Linked DNA regions of Rattus norvegicus: region 1 is linked to region 2. The links are chromatin contacts, called in public Hi-C maps. All regions are on one chromosome and are shown on one strand. Each heading gives the region's core, a stretch centred on a gene start, on an enhancer-like site or on the middle of the called end of the contact. The rest is flanking DNA. Distances are from core to core; before and after follow the strand shown. Region 1 has its middle 330 kb from the start of Klf6. Region 2 has its middle 220 kb from the start of Pitrm1.

Evidence for each region. A called contact is a pair of places that touch in the nucleus more often than the background predicts.
Region 1: a contact with region 2 is called in a Hi-C map of frontal cortex, with 2.0 times the contacts expected there. The contact joins two enhancer-like sites.

Annotation. Positions count from the first base shown.
Region 1 is chr17:69,126,146-69,131,361 of GRCr8, reverse strand. No RefSeq gene overlaps it. Among named protein-coding and RNA genes, the nearest start is that of Klf6, 330 kb to the left of the region's middle. Within about 2 kb of position 3,276, at least 9 of the 93 cell types and tissues checked have an H3K27ac peak or open chromatin away from gene starts, as enhancers often do.
Region 2 is chr17:68,955,674-68,960,415 of GRCr8, reverse strand. No RefSeq gene overlaps it. Among named protein-coding and RNA genes, the nearest start is that of Pitrm1, 220 kb to the right of the region's middle. Within about 2 kb of position 3,100, at least 14 of the 93 cell types and tissues checked have an H3K27ac peak or open chromatin away from gene starts, as enhancers often do.

The DNA.
Region 1 (5,216 bases), core at 2,027-4,526, 170 kb before region 2:
CTTGCCGCATTGACTGGAAAAACCTCATGTCAGCCAGATTCGGTTGAATGGCACTAGTGCAGTGAACTTTCCCAGCAAGGCCAATTCAGAATCATTTGCTCCTCTTCTTGAGAGGCAGAGTGCCTAGGCAAAGGCGCCAGCACCTCGAGAGCATGTACTGTCACAGAGCATCCAACATACCTTGCTCTAGTGTACTTTATATTTTGGGTTTCGTTTTTCCATCTGCCCATCTCCTCTTTGTAAAGAACAGAAATAAAGCAAAACTATATGAACAGAGCTATTTTTAATCGACAGCACACAAAGAGCTTCCAATGCTCAAGTTCATAGCCCTACAACGGCAAGTTCATTCAGAAATCCCCCTAACTAGGGAGCAGGGAAATGGCTCAGCAAGTCAATGCCGGCTGCACAAGTGTGAGACCTTGAGTTCTGATTCTCAAGGCAACACACAGAAATCCCTACTCACGGGACGTACATACAGAGGATCCAGGGATCAACATGCTAGGTAGTCTAGCCGGAGTTGGTGAGTTCTTGGTTCATCCAGAGACCTTGCTTTAGTTTATAAATGTGGAAAGTGATCAGGTATGACAAATGAAGCCAACTTTAGGATCACACACACACACACACACACACACTCAAACACACACGCAATAACACATATACATGAGAGAAGACAATGAAAATTAAATAAATTCCCCATCATCTAGGAATGATAAAGAAAACATATGTCATCAAAAATATAAAAATATACATAAAAGTAATAAATAACAGAACATAAATATATAAAAACTAGCCTCTCTGCATGCTAACAAAATAAGACATGAGTTATTATTTGTCATGTAGTATGTATAACACGCTCAGGGACATTTGAGGTTAATATGATACAGGTATTTAAGACAGTGAGACATGATTTGATTTCACTCTATGCTCTCTGTGGAATATTTTCCTAAAAGAAAGCGTTGGTGGGAGCCATGATTTTTTTTTTTAAGAATCTGATTGGAAACTAGAATTAAATGCAGCATTGCCTTTCTCTAACATATTTTCCTTGAAAACATATTTTATGGGGACAGCCATTGTGATATTATAAGATCCAAAGTGCCTCCTCAGAGTAAAGACCTCAATACTAAAAATAATGGCCCGCAGATGCCACCACAAAAGCCCCAAATTACCCTTAGCTCATCTAAAACCTGATCCCCAGATGCTGTAAGAGCCAAGTTCTAATATATGTTAACACTGCATTTTTACCAATTAGAATCCTAATGAACAGTTATAAATAACTAAAGGAGCAATATTTTGGGGCTAAGGTTATATAACATAGCACTTGGTTAGAATTAAAAATTAATAGGCGTCTCATCAGGCCTTGTAGTCCAGGCCAGGAATCTCAGCTACTCAAGAGTTTGAAGCAGGACATTGGCCAGTTCTAAGGGACCTAGGCTACATAACCAAGGCAACCCAGTGAGACCCCATCTCAGAAGACTGTGTAAAATGAACTGGGGAGAAATGGCTTAATAGTAGGATACTTACCTGGCATGCACAATGTTCTAAGTTTAATTCTCCTGCCGGTTCATTAATACAAAGCAGTCTATTGGGGCTGGAGAGTTGGCTCAGCAGCTAAAAGCACTGGCTGTTCTTTAAGAGGACCCAGGTTAATTTCCTAGCACCTATATGGGGCTTTCAACAGCTCTCTACAACTTCAGCTCTAGTGGATCCAACAGTCTCTCATAGACATACATGCATGAAAACACCAAATCATATATTTAAAAAAAAACACACAATCTGTATCTCAGCTTAAATGGACCATGTCCAAGGGACTTCCCAAATGGCCCACATTGGGCACACCCATCATCAATATTGGTACAGCTTACGTAAGAAGTACCCTCCTCCATCAATAGCAGGTGACTTAAAGTATTTTTTCCTACGTGGTGACTCTATTTGGAAAGGTGCTGGGAATACTAGAAGTTAGCACTTTGCTGAAAGCAACGGGTCATTGCACGAATACATTTGAAGCTTTCACTTGGTCCCTAGATTTTTTTTCCCTCTCTTTGCTTCCTGTATACCATGAAACAAGCTCTTGCCATCGTGATGCTGTAGGTCAGAATGAACAGAGCCCATACATGAGTGCCTCGGCAACCATGAAATAAATCCTTAAGATGCCTATGTGAGGCATTTCTCTGCAGCAATCAATATTGATAACATCATTATGTTACTATTTTATCTCCTCCAACTGCAGAAAGGTCTAGAACACATGTATGAGTACGCATGGTGCATATGAGACAGAGATAAAAATAATGAGGTTTGTAGTTTACTTATTTGTGGTACTGTACTTCTAATCATTTTTTTTAAAGTGTATTCAATGGTTGGTCCATGAGAGATGGCTCAATGGTTAAGTGTGGGTTCACCTCTTATGGGGAATTTGAATTCAGTTCCTAGCATCCATGTGGAGTGGCTCATAGCTGACTATAGGTCCAGTTCCAGATGATCTGATGGCCACTCCTGATTTTCACAGATATCTATATTCACGCGTGCATGTCCTACCACATAGACATGGTTAAGAGCAAGATAAATATTTTAAAAAGTAAACTCCTAATTAGGTATATAATGTTATGTGTTCATAAACATAAATAAAATGCACTGTAAACAGATGATCAAGATTCTCCACAGAGGGACTGACCTGCATCCTTTGAATTTTTATAAGGACACTGGAATGTTCACACAATGAAATCACCTAATGGATTCTTTCCCATTTACTCTTGTTAAGCAGCACACACCTGCAGGTAAATTATGCCCTTCAGGTCAGCCGTGGTCCATTTAATGGGTCCCAAACAACTGATGTCTATTCTCTTTCTGGCTCCAGAGACAGAAAGACTTCCATTTTAGACGAGATTAAACTATGAATCGCAATCCTCACGTTTTATTCTTGCACACGTTCTCTCACTTCCTGTTGGTAAAAGCGCGTTTTAAAATTTAACTCGTGTTTATGGTTCACCACCCTATAGCTCCGTCTTCATTTGCGCTTGACATCTCACCAAGTTGCATTTGAAAAGGCTGAGCAGAGCTCAGAAGCCAGAGGACATCTGCCAAACCCAAAGAGAGAGCATCAGTCTGGGAGTAAAGACAGTCATGTTAAAGGTAGACTCAAAGAATCCACCCGAGGAGCAAATAACAGATTCGTCAGCGCAAAATAGACTTGTGAGAAACTAATTGCTACAGATTCTATCATGCCCAAAATAAAGCATGGAGAAATATCATGAGCATACTGTAATGCATAAAATCTTGACACTCATGATAAAATACTCAAAATACACACTGGAAGGATGGAGCTTGCCTGTAATGTTAAATTCTGCAAATTATTCCAAACAGCTAGCCATATTTGTGGCATCACATTGAGCTGGGTGTGAGAGGAAGAGAAGAAACAAAAATAGACATTGTTCTTCCTTTTAAAAGTAGAGCCCAGAAGGTGGGTTTGGAGCCACAGAGACGATGTGGGCGATGGCGGCCTAGAGTTATATACGAGAGCTGCAGAAATAAAAATGGCTGAGGGAAAAAAGAAACTTAGCCCAATGGCCCCTTACACTGGACCAGAATCTCACACCCCATGCCTCCCCAGCAAAGGTCATCTTTGGCAATTATCACAAATGACTGTTTATTGCTCAGTAGTTTGAAGGAGGCGGAGGAAAAACTGCATTCCACAAACTATCTCTGGAAAGGCCAGGATGACACCATAATTACTGGCCTTTCTCAGATCCTGCAGAGCTTTCTGAAGAATTATTTTTGCATAAACTCCTTGCTCATGGCAATTCCTGAACACATCAGTCCCCTTGCTATTATTTTCCTTGAATGGAGGAGTCCTGCTGGGTTAAGAGTTTACTGTAAAGCTTGCTCGGCAACCTTGGTGTGACTGTACTGTCATAAAGCAAATCCATGCTGGGGAGATGGCTTGGTTGATAAGGTGCTTGCCCTGTGAGCACCAAGACCTGACTTTGATCCCCAGAACCTGCATGGAAAGGTTGCATGTGATGTGACACATGTTTGCAAACCCGGTTCTGGGGAGGAAGAAACAGGAGGAGGCTCTCTGAGGCTTGCTGGGTAGTCCACCTAGCCTATTGGATGAGTTTTAGAACAGTGTTAGACTGTTAAAAGATGGATGGTATTTTGGCAATGATGCCTGAGATCATCCCCTAGCCTACACACACACACACACATACATACATACACACACACACACAAACACATGGAGGTGAACAGGCCTATGTCTACAGTGGGTTTCCTTATCTCAGCTCAGTTGTTCTCTGTTAATGGTACAGCATCCAAAGCACTGAAAAGGTGAGGGAGGAGACTCCGTACCTGCTGGATTTCAACCAGAATTATGCCAACAGTGAGGCCTTTGATATTATTGATGAGAAATGGATAGTAAGAGTAAGCCAGTGGTTTTCAAAGAGAGCCTCTGGTTTAGAATGAGAGCGGTCCCGTTCTGAGATGAGCATCAAGTGAAATGATGGGCTGGTATGACTGGGCCATACTTTTTAACATCAATCCTCTAATCAGAAGCTTCATGGATGGTGTGTGGAGAAAAGAAAAATGATGTAAGGACTGAGGGGAAATGGTGGAATTCTTCTGTGGTTTCAGTAGAGAAAGCAGAACGCATACTTGGTCTGTGGAAGACATCTGGTACAGCTTACTTCACACCTGGAAAGCCACTCACATCTTCTTCTCCCAAAAGTTCTGTAGAGCCATAAACCAGAGCGAAAAGGGCCAGTGGTTTGGAATGAACTAGACCCAGGGGTTTAGTTGGGGATATTTCTGTTTTACTTGCAAAGGTGTTGTAAAGGAAGTTAGTTCTACTCAGAGACCCTTCTAGAATATTTCTTTAGAGGTGTCACGGTACCCAAAATGTTTTCTTTCTCTCTAGCCTGCATGAGTAAAGGACCTTGAGCACAACAGTGTGGTGGTAACAGCCAGTTGCACGATTCCTGTTCCAAACCATTCACACAGAGAGAGACTCATGTACACACATATACACAGATGAATAAACACAATGTCATGTATGAACACATACGTGTGCTTACACATGTAAATACACACACACATGCGTGTGCATGCAGTAGTCACACCCAAGCCTATTTTTTTTTAATGGGAGCGACAGTTCATTGGTTGTGTAATATTGAGGACTGAACACAGGCCTTGGCGCATGCTAGGCAAGTGCTCTACCACTCAGCTTC
Region 2 (4,742 bases), core at 1,851-4,350:
GCTATATACACGACAGCTCGTCCATGGAGCGGATGGGTACTAACAGGAAAAAGCAACAGCCTTGTAACATATGCTGAATGGGGTAGCTCTCCAGGGCATTAGACGTTAGGGTGGAAAATGTCAGTCTTGAAAGGTCCTGTGGTGTTTGCGCTCATTTAGGAAACATTTTCAAAATGATACCAGAGATGGAGGAGGCAGCGACTGTGGCCAGGCGCTGGGCATCAAGGATGGAAATAGAGGAGTATGACGAGTAAGCATCTCTGGGGGAGGGTAACACCACACACAGTGACACGCAAACAAATGTAAAAATGGATAAATGCCAGCTAACGTACATGTGACACAGTAAGCTATAATGTGCCGAGAGTGAATGCCTCTCTGCCTGCTGGTGGAGCAAGAGCAGCACCAGATGTGGAAATCCTAGGTTTGACTTTTTTTTTTTTTATTAACTTGAGTATTTCTTATATACATTTCGAGTGTTATTCCCTTTCCCAGTTTCCGGGCAAACATCCCCCCCCTCCCCATCTTTATGGGTGTTCCCCTCCCCATCCTCCCCCCATTGCCGCCCTCCCCCCAACAATCTAGTTCACTGGGGGTTCAGTCTTGGCAGGACCAAGGCCTTCCCCTTCCACTGGTGCTCTTACTAGGATATTCATTGCTACCTATGAGGTCAGAGTCCAGGGTCAGTCCATGTATAGTCTTTAGGTAGTGGCTTAGTCCCTGGAAGCTCTGGTTGCTTGGCATTGTTGTTCATATGGGGTCTCGAGCCCCTTCAAGCTCTTCCAGTTCTTTCTCTGATTCCTTCAACGGGGGTCCTATCCTCAGTTCAGTGGTTTGCTGCTGGCATTCGCCTCTGTGTTTGCTGTATTCTGGCTGTGTCTCTCAGGAGCGATCTACATCCGGCTCCTGTTGACCTGCACTTCTTTGCTTCATCCATCTTGTCTAATTGGGTGGCTGTATATGTATGGGCCACATGTGGGGCAGGCTCTGAATGGGTGTTCCCTAGGTTTGACTTTTGACTACAGCTCTATAGGATGACCTACATCATGGGGAGACACCAGCTGAAAGGAACGAGACTGCAAACTAGCTTTACAACTTCCTATTATTCCATGACTATACTCACACAAAGAATACCCTTAAAGTCAAATTACAAAGACATTAGGGTAGATATCCAAAAGGATGATAATAACAGCCCTGTGTAAAAATCCACTAGGGGCTGGTGAAATGGCTCAGCCGGAAAAGACACTTACTGCCAAGCCCGAGGACCTCAGTCTGATCCACAGGACCTATATGGTTGAAGGATAGAACCAACTCCTGCAAGCTGTCCTCCAACCTACATACTTGCACCATGGCAAATGCAAGCTCTCACGCAAATATCAAACATTAATTAATTAATTAATTATCTTACTTATTTAAAACAGAAGGCTGCAGAGATGGCTGGGCAATTAAGGGTGCTTGCTTTTGCCAAGTGTGCAAATTCCGATCTCAACACTTGTAACCACCTATAACCCCAACTCCCAAGGATCCAACTCCTACTGGCCTCTGTGGCCTTCTGTACTGCGGGCAAGATCTACATGCAGAAGTAAACATATGCACATATTTAAAAACCATTTCAAGAAAGTCCATCTTTTTTTTTTCAGAGCTGAGGACCGAACCCAGGGCCTTGCGCTTGCTAGGCAAGCGCTCTACCACTGAGCTAAATCCCCAACCCCAATCCATCTTAAAAGTAAAAATTCATTGGACCAAACTGATGTAATGGGTTCCCATTCTTCCTGTGACTTCCTTCCTTCACTATTTAAATTTTGCTGAAGTTTGAAAAGTACTAAGAAACAGCAGAATGGCTTGTTTTATTTTATTTTAACAGTAACTATAAATAATTTCAGGGCATGTTCTCCGTCCCCAAAGCCCACCAGGAATTAAGCTAGGACTTCTCAGGAGATGATGTCCAGAGTCAGTATTGTGGGACAGAATACCTGCCCATCTAATTGCACGCTGTTCTGTCTGGTTTTTCTCTTTGGTTGATTTCCATGAAGAAGGTCACGTGTTCTCACCCTAAGACCTCCAGGCATTCTCAGCTGTCACTTGTGAACAGCTTCTTCCTCCCTCTGCTCTTGCCACATGATGGATGCTGGCAGCTTTTCACTGTTGTGCTGGCAGCCCCAGGCTGTGAAATCAGATGAGCAAATGACCTGAAATGTGACACACCTGGCAAGAGACAAAGGGCACATTTTCCACTAAGTGTTAAAATACTTACCAGAGCTATGGGTCTACTTTTGAATGGTGACAAGTTGCAGAAGTAGAATACAAATGACACCATGTATACCATATATTCTGAAAAACAGGCATTCTTCCTACTCTAATTTTACATGACTTTTTAAAATGTATTGATTATTATTATTATCATCATCATTATTATTAATTGTTATTTTCTTAGTAGTTTCACAGCAGCAGTACAGACTGGGCATGTAGCTCAATTATCAGAATGTTCACCTAGCATTCATGAAGCCCAAGATTCACTCTCCACTGCCACATGAAGCAAGGCTGGTAGCACATGGCCTGGATGTGATTCATGCAACTTAAGAGGTGGAGACAAGAAGACGAGATGATCAAAGTCATCCTTAACTACTTAGTGTGTTCAAGGCTAGCAGGAGATGCATACGATTCTGTACATGCATTATTATTTTGATGTTGCTATAAAATTCATCTACAGTAACCATAGTAATAACAATGCCCCACCTCTGGAAATTTGAGAAGAGAGATGAAGAGATAGAAATAGGAATAAACCCAGCAAACCATGGTGGGGGACTCCTTGTAATTTTAGAAGGAAGGGGAATATAGGAGAATACTTTGCATCTAAACGATTAGCATCCAAGTCGTAGCAAGATAATGAATGTGTCTCACATCTTTCAATGGGTAATAGAAAAATAGATTTTCTCGGATCAACCTGGAAGACCCTGTGTCACTAGCTCACACAGATTCTGCAGTCGACACCTCCAAGCACAACGTGCCATGATATAATTACCTCCTGCACAAGGCAGCCCTTGGGAACTCAGTTGGTGCCAAGCACAGAACACCAGCAGACAGACATATGGTCCTCCCTCTCCCTCTGTGATATTTTTATTCAGGAATTTCTGTGCAGGCCCTGGGTTTTGGCTGCTGCATTCCTGAATCTGTCTTGTGAGGCCTCTTTGCTCACAGTAACTCATAGAAGCTGCCTTTCGAACATAAGAAAAAAAAATGATTCATAAATGAACCAAATAGATTCATTTAATGGACCTGGCCCAAGGGATATCGAGCTCGTTTTATGAGCAAATTTAATGAATTGTAATGAATGTCCTCATTTGAACATGGGGTGTGTGTGTGTGTGTGTGTGTGTGTGTGTGTGTGTGTGCCACAAAGGTATCACAATGCTTGTCATCCCAGCCTCATATGGGAAGGTACAAGAGGGAAGATCTTCATAAGGAATGCTTGGGAAGGTAGAATTTTAGATAGTTAAGTATTACATATGGATTTTAAATAGGAATAATGAGAGACATAAATTTAATACACATGACCTCCAAAGTAGGAGTCAGCAAAGAAAAACAAATAACGTGTACCAAAGTATTATATGCTTCTTACAAGCTTTCTAGTTTCCAAGTGGTTTTTTTAATCCATTAAAGGAAAAAAATTCTTGTCTGTCCTGGTAGTTCATGCATGTAAGCTCAGCACCCAGGGTTAAGGTAGAAGGATTGCTATGGGTTCAAGTCCAGCTGGAGTAAGCCTGAGCCATACAATGTAGAAGACATGTCTCAAGACAAAAGAAGCAAAAAGGTAGGCTAGAGGTGCTTAAGTGTGATCGGATTGCACTATATAGGCCTGTATCAACACTATGTCTAAAGTTCAAAACATAATATGTTATTACAAACAGAAGGGGAAGAAGAAAGAAAAGAGTGCCAATACACATGCAATAAAAATATTATTTTTAATTTAAGAAGAGTTAAACGAATGGAAAGAATGTCTTCCCTTTGGAACTGAATCACAATGTCTACTCCTACTGAAGGCTTCCCCAGTGTCCCCACCACCATCATCTTCAAATATCTGCATTCCTTCAGCATGGTGGTCTGTGACTGTCATCAGCTGAAATGACACACACACAGCCAAATCAGGGATTCATACAATAACCTACTTCACTGAACCAAGTGTCCATGGAGGAGATCAATAAGGATTCATGGCACAGTGAGTTTTATGGGTGGCAGTGACAGAACAGCCTGGAGCAAAGTCATTTCTCCACCTTAAGGGAACATCAGAGTTTCCAGAAGTCATACCTGACCTGCAGCCTGATGGAGTATGCGTCATCTGTGGATGAGTTCAGTACCTTCTCCATCCTGTTCTGTGCCTTAGGAAGCTGAGTACTGTGATAAATCACCTTCATGGACTCCCAAGATTCTGGTGATCCCCACTAATGGAACAAGATGTTGGGAAGACCTCTTGCCTCTTGCTCTTGCCCTCTTCCACTTTTCTCCTTTGTCCCTTCTCTCCCCATTCCCTTCCCCCCTTCCCTCCACGTGCTCATGGCCGGCATTTACTCCTCTCCTCTTCTACTCTTCTTCTCTCATAAAACCTTTCCATGTGGAAAAAAAGATGTTGGGAAGAGAAGGTGGCCAGATTTTCATTCCCTGCTCCAGTGCAAGGCTGACCCTTGGTGCGCTCCAATTCTTTAGTGCTTCTGTGACTGTTTAAGGACCTTGAGCTAGGAGTGCATTGTC